Linked DNA regions of Mus musculus: region 1 is linked to region 2. A link is a contact called in public HiChIP or PLAC-seq data. All regions are on one chromosome and are shown on one strand. The core of a region is the stretch at or near the end of the contact, and the rest is flanking DNA. Distances in the headings are between cores, read along the strand shown. Region 1 has its middle 44 kb from the start of Ripk2. Region 2 overlaps Osgin2 (oxidative stress induced growth inhibitor family member 2).

Region 1 (3,228 bases), core at 440-2,939, 120 kb before region 2:
ACAATTAAGATGAATCTTCAATAAGCTGTCCTCCTTTAGTGGTATTACTGGTTTCAGCGGACAATTTTCACTGTGACCTATACTGAATGTTTGCATGTCCTTGTTTTGAGGGAAGTGACACCCTGTGCTAAGTATGACCAGTCAGCACACAACAAGGCCTGGCATAGAGTGGGCACTTTCTAAATAACTCTAGTGAATAGTGAAATGAAAGCTGCAGAACAGGGCAAGATGCTCGCTTTAAGTCCTGCTTCCCAAGATGTATGCAAATACAGACAATAATAAGTAGAATTATTTTTATGTAGAACAGAGATTCAGAACATTGTATCATTTGAGCTACATAATAATAGTTTTTGTTTTGTTTTGAACCTTCTCATTAAGGAAAGGAGAAAGGCTTAATTTTGTGCAAATTGCATGCCTTCTTAATTTTGAACACTTACTGGAAGCCTCTATTGGCCACACTATGCCAAGGTTGAGCTTGGTTCCCTTGTAATCCCTATTGAGCTCCCTCCAGATAGTCAGAGAGTAAAAAAAGGAAGTCCAAAGTGCTAAAACAGGGAACTTCAAACCCTCACAGTTGGTGGCCACCAAGGTGTGGATGTGGTTTTATATTGGAGAGATTATAGACAAATGTAGTATCACTGGCTATAATGTTTAAAGACAAATTAACATCTGGTTTTATTTGGGTTCTTACTTGAATGTTCTTAAATTACATGTAATGAGACAGCTATCTGAATTAAGTAAACTAAACTAAACAATACAACCCAAGACAAGCCCAGCCTTAAACAAGTCACTTTTACCATGCTCTCTAAGGCTTTGGAAACATTTTAAAACAGGGACTAAAGAAATATGTAGGAGCTAGACTATAGGAAAAGGGATACAGAGCTTCATTCCCTAAACTGGGTATATCCATTTTAATTAGTAACACATCAACTGTAGGTCCCTGAGCTATACAAGTAGCTCTATCAACAATGAGTCAAGGAGTACAGAGTGCTCATGGGTCCTGCCTTTCCCTCTCCACTACTGGCCATCAATAAATTCTAGGAAGTGGCTGTTTTCCCCCAGTTGAGCATACTTGGCTGTGATGGACAGCTCCAAACCCACAGTCACACAAATGGCTCTGGTTAATATTGGTGAGATATTAAATAAAATAAATAGACATAAACATGAGAAAGAGTTCTATGAAGATGAGGGAAGGTGAATAGACGTAGTAGAAAGGTGAAAAGGTCAGTATGCAAGGAAGGTCAGTGTGCATATATGAAATTGTTAGAAATAAAAGTTATCTTTATAAGCTCATACTAATAAGCATATGAATATTCTTTAGAAAGCTTAAAATATTAGGAAACATATCTAGGAATCGAACGTCTTGAGTCCAAGACTAAGAACATTTTTAAATGTCAGTGAATTTGAGCAAATTCTCGTGCATGGGTCCATATCAACTTATTTACTTGTCTTACCAGTACATCTATGAACTGTGCCCAGACCTTGTGGGGATGCTGTCTGTGAAAGGTCTGATATTTTGCATCACCCTAGTTAGTCCCTCCATCATTCAGTCCTCAACCATTTAATCTGCCATCTGTCTGAGCCACTCCCCTGAAACTGTTCTTGCCCTCAATGACTAACACATCTTCTTTGTTCCTAAAGCTAGGAAGCTTTCCAAACCAGCTCTCATGTGATGTGGCTGTACACTCCCTCTTTAGCTAGTGGTTTCACAGGGATGGAGGGCGCCACCACCCTCTGCACTTTCCTCCTACAGCGTAGTCCTTCCTCCCTGGTCAAGGGCTTTGGGTATTCTTCCTAGTTCAAGTTCAGTATGGAACTTCCTGTTTTGGGTGTTCTACATCATTTCCCTGACCAACCTCATCCCCCTTAAAGGTCCTAATAACTAACTACCCAGACACCCATGGCTCCCAAAGTCAGCCTTTTATCTTGAACTCCAGATTCACTTCCCTCTAGACATGCCCATGTGACTACCCCACAAGAAACTCCACATTCCAAAGCTGACCTTGACATCCCTCACTATCACATACATCCAAAGCAACCTGCTTCTTCTGTTTATTTTCCCAGTTAACAGTATCATCACTTACAGACAAGTTTGACTCTTCTGACCCTCTGCTTTTGCTTTAAACTACTTTAAAACCCCCACCATTCATATCCATTCCCAGTGCTGTCCCTTCAATCTCCAAAGCTCATCTTCATTCTGCAACCTTTTCATCCCCACTGCACTTCCCCATCACTGATAGACAGCATCTCTTTGCCAACTACCTGGCATTTCAAAAGTAAATCCATCCAAGGAATCTATCTGCTGGAGTAATACAGTTTAGTGGCTTCTCATTTTCTGTGAAATCTGAGTGTGCTGATCCCTTCAAGCTCAGGCCATATCACTTCCTCCCTTGTTCCTCTGAGGCTTGCTGACAGCATCTCTCCTCCTTTCACAAATGGATCCTTATGGTCATCTTTTCCTGGCTTCTTGCTCTTTGGTTCTCAACTCAATCCTGTGTCCTCTGAAAGGAGGTCCCTGGGCAACAGCTGAGTAGTTTCTAGTTACTCGTTCACATCACTCTATGTGTTCCTTCAGTACTATACGTCCAAGTATAAATATTTAGTTTTATTATTTATTGTCTATTAGCCTTATTCTCATTAAATACATTCCATAAAGGCAGATGTGAACCATATCTATCTTAGTCTATGTATTTTTATAATGTAATATTTCCCGGTAGTTCAAAAAAAATAGGCATGTTTCCCTAATACAACTTAGACAGTAGATCCAGGGACAACATTGATGTCTATCTCTCCCTTTATTACCACTCTGTCATGGTCTTTCCCCCAGAACACAAAGACCAAAGACCTCCAAATTCTGGCTTCTGCTTTCCTGGTCTTCTTCTCACTTCTTCAAATGCTTCTATTGTATCTGCTTCACTCAGGTTATCTGCTGTCCTCTGGACCTCAGATTTCTGGGAGTTCTACTACCTTAATGTTCTCTTTCTCTTTCAAGTTGAATCTGAAAGATCTCACCTTCTAAGTCTACCATTGAGCCAGCCATGCTGACCTGTCAGTCTCTATGGATAGAGTTTACTTTACTCAGTAATGAAAGCATCTCAGCCTAACCTGGGGCCCTGTAAAGGCCGCCATGTTTTATAAACCTGATTCAAGTGAAGAATCTTGAGACAGAGTTGATTCTGGACCTCAGGGGTAGACGGTAAATGGAATCACAAACGGCTATAGCAGGAG
Region 2 (3,160 bases), core at 259-2,758:
TCTGATTTGTAATTCAATAAATTGTGGATGGAACTACTTACCCTTGTGTGAACACTGAGTTAATTTCTATTAATGAAACATGATTTGGGGCACGGTTACTGTTTGGGTATTGGCAGAATTATTAAAGGTTAATGTGGAAAATCAGATTGTGCCCTTTCCCATTCTCAAAGTGATTATTTTGAGATCTGTAACAGTGTTCATTCATAGGAAATGATACCATAGCCCACAGTGGTTATTAGATTTATCTCCTCTAATAGTCTCAATTGCATTTCCATAGAAACTGTGAAATGTGTTACTGCTAAACAAAGTCTTCCAGGGTTCTTGGGAAATTAAATTTTTCAAAGTTTTTTTCCCTTGGTGGTGCGGGTGGGGTGGGGTGGGGTGTATAATTTTATCTGGAATGCGCTCACTGAACTTCTGTTTGCAGTACCTTAAATGGACAACCTGCTGTTGAGTGTTGTGTTAGCTTAGATGCTGAGTGGTCATGGCTCACCGCCAGTGCTGTTTAGTCTGCTGATAGCTAGCACACCTCCTGGTTACTCCTGACAACCATTAACCGTTCTATACCTGTCACATCTACTTCTAGCCCTTTATAAAAATGTAACTACTCTCTGAGTGACTACACACCCTTTTAAAATGACACGTGTCTGACCATACTTGAGCAGTCTCCTCCTTGCCCGGGCTTGAGCTCTGGGTTGGACTGATGCTTTTCTTTAATGTCTCTTATAAATTGAAAATAGCAGTATCATTAATGTAATTTCTGGGGTAAAATAATGCTGGCTGGCATTCCTTTATATTTAAGGAGATTGTTTTATATTTCATTGCAGTTGTTGGGAAGGGGATGAACTTAATACATTTTAAGAATAAGATGCCATAGTCCTTAAATAAACCTGGTACACGAACCACTCTCAAACTCTAGCTTCTCCCAGCTCCTTCAGTACTGGTTGTCCAGTAGGGTACCACATTCAAGCATTAGCTCTCATGCACTATCCTCTTGCCAATTAATTCTGGGCCAAAAGTCCATTTACTTTTTAGTATTAGACTTCTTTTTCATGAACTAAGTACATCCTCTAGCATGTGAGCACCTCCTCCTTATGGTGAGGAAAGACCATACTTAAAATTGTTGAAAGAATCCTCAAAATTTCTGATGGGGATTAAAAACAAACAATAGAATAAATACACAAGGTCACCACAGCCAGGAGAAATGCCTTGTAACCCCTAATATGTACACAGGTAGTACTTTAGTATGAATGAACATGGGAATATTAGTATTGTGAAAAAGATTTAAGGTATGAATGTCTTAGTTATATTACTATTGCTATAAGGAAACATTGTGACCAAGGGAATTTACAGAAGCAAGGATGCATTTGGGTATTCCAGAGCAATGAGCCCATCACTATCATGGTGGGGAACATGACAGCAGGCAGGCAAGCAGGCGTGGCACTGACGCAGCAGCTGGGGGTGCACATCTTGATCCACAAACAGGAAGCAGAGAGAACTCGAAAGTGATGCATACTCTTAAAACATCAGTCATATGGTAAAACCACACCTAATTCTCCCAAACAGCCTCCAATTGGGGAACCAAATATTCAAATATCTAAGACTTGGGTCAGGTGGGGAAGAATCTCATTCAAACCACCATGATGGAGCAGTTAATAGGAAATGATGTAATCTTCTAAATTTATTTTCAAAAAGGAAGTTCTTTTAACTCCTTATTGTGAACTAGACTCAGATTGAAAACATGAGACTGCACTTAGCCTTTACATTGAAGGGGCGTAAACCTAATGAGATGTGTTTACATGAAAACGAAGGAAGTTTTACAAAAAGTATTTAAAATCTGACTGTTAAGAAGAAAACACTTAAAATCAAAATATGAATTAAAGCTCAAATAATAAGATAGTTGGTATACTTTTATAAGGCATTAAAAACAGTATACATTAAGTGTTGTTATTAAAGTGGGTTGTTACATATTTTAACATTAGCTAAAAACTGATAAAGCTACAAAACCAATTCAGGAGCTAAAATGAATAAGAAAAGGCTGAAAAGGTGAGGAAAAACTGAATAGCACACAGCTGTCAACAGCAATACAGACTGAGAGTTTCAGGTACTAATATTGGTCTTAAATGATCTATAGTGGCTAGAGCAAATTTGTCCCTGAGTATAAAAAAGCAAATAGTGAAAATCACTTAATTAATAGAAAATGAAGTGGCCTTCAAAATCTTAAGGCTTGACATGTTCCTAGCCAGCCAGACAAGAACAAAGCTCTAATAATGAGAATGGAAAAGGAGATAGCAGTATAACAGAAATGCAGAACTTAATATGAAAGCACAAGAGATGGATAAAATCCTTGAAAGAGACAAACTAACAAAGCTGCTACAAGAAATGAAAAGTCTGAATAGCCATGTTCAAACATAACATGTTTGGGTTCAGGAGTTGCCCCACAAACCACTCAAACACCTGTCTTAGACAGGGATAGTGTATTGAATGCACACCCCCAAGGCTGATTGATTAGGGACATAGCTCAGACTTTGAGAATTGAAGGTAGAACCCTGAACATTTCTCAGGGCTAGCCTATAAAGGCTAAACCACAAAACCCACAATGAGCTCATATGAAGGGGCTGGAATCACTGTCCAGCTGTGACTCAAGTTATTTTAGACACAACAGTTCATACTGACCTTTAAGTGACGCTTATGGTAGTGGAATTTCTGAAGACTTAACAAACCTCATACAGAACATAAGAGGGAATGCAGTCAGCACCGCCCTGCTCTGAGTCCTCAACATTATTTTAATGGTCAATCAATTTAATAGGGTGAGAGAAAAGGCAAACCAACTAGAAGACAACATCTATTCACAAATAATGTATGTGTAAAAATCCAAACAATCTCACCTCTTTTAGTTAGAACATACCAAGAAACAAGGTAACTATTTGCTGGGTCTTTATGAGACACTGTGTGTGTCCCTTTACAATTATATGTAAGTGTCTGGATCAGCTACTCTCTACCTTTGACCAGACCTCAGAACATACTACTTCACTTTATAGAGTCATAAATACGGGCTTTTATTTTATTCTCATCCTTCATTACACTTTCAAATTCTTCGTTTGTGAAACAGTGAGCATATGTCTAAAGCATTGCTCTTCCTCGACACAAGGAAGGAATA

What was found. HiChIP or PLAC-seq counts read pairs in DNA pulled down with a chosen protein or histone mark.
Region 1: a contact with region 2 is called in an H3K4me3 HiChIP or PLAC-seq map of bone marrow-derived macrophages, with 2.3 times the contacts expected there. The contact joins two enhancer-like sites. A contact is called at or near these places in 5 of 39 promoter capture datasets (the C10 cell line, the HPC-7 cell line, hippocampal neurons and 1 more), 2 of 484 Hi-C or Micro-C datasets (bone marrow-derived macrophages and liver), 1 of 115 datasets of contacts at active chromatin or transcription factors (bone marrow-derived macrophages) and 3 of 9 other capture datasets (adipose tissue, liver and pancreatic islet).

Annotation. Positions count from the first base shown.
Region 1 is chr4:16,118,177-16,121,404 of GRCm38.p6, reverse strand. No RefSeq gene overlaps it. Among named protein-coding and RNA genes, the nearest start is that of Ripk2, 44 kb to the left of the region's middle. Within about 2 kb of position 1,689, at least 11 of the 459 cell types and tissues checked have an H3K27ac peak or open chromatin away from gene starts, as enhancers often do. A contact at or near this core is called in bone marrow-derived macrophages, where this site is marked.
Region 2 is chr4:15,994,104-15,997,263 of GRCm38.p6, reverse strand. Osgin2 (oxidative stress induced growth inhibitor family member 2) reads left to right here. Exons shown (of 6, transcript NM_145950.5): 6 at 1-910. Among named protein-coding and RNA genes, the nearest start is that of Osgin2, 18 kb to the left of the region's middle. Within about 2 kb of position 1,508, at least 47 of the 459 cell types and tissues checked have an H3K27ac peak or open chromatin away from gene starts, as enhancers often do. A contact at or near this core is called in bone marrow-derived macrophages, where this site is marked.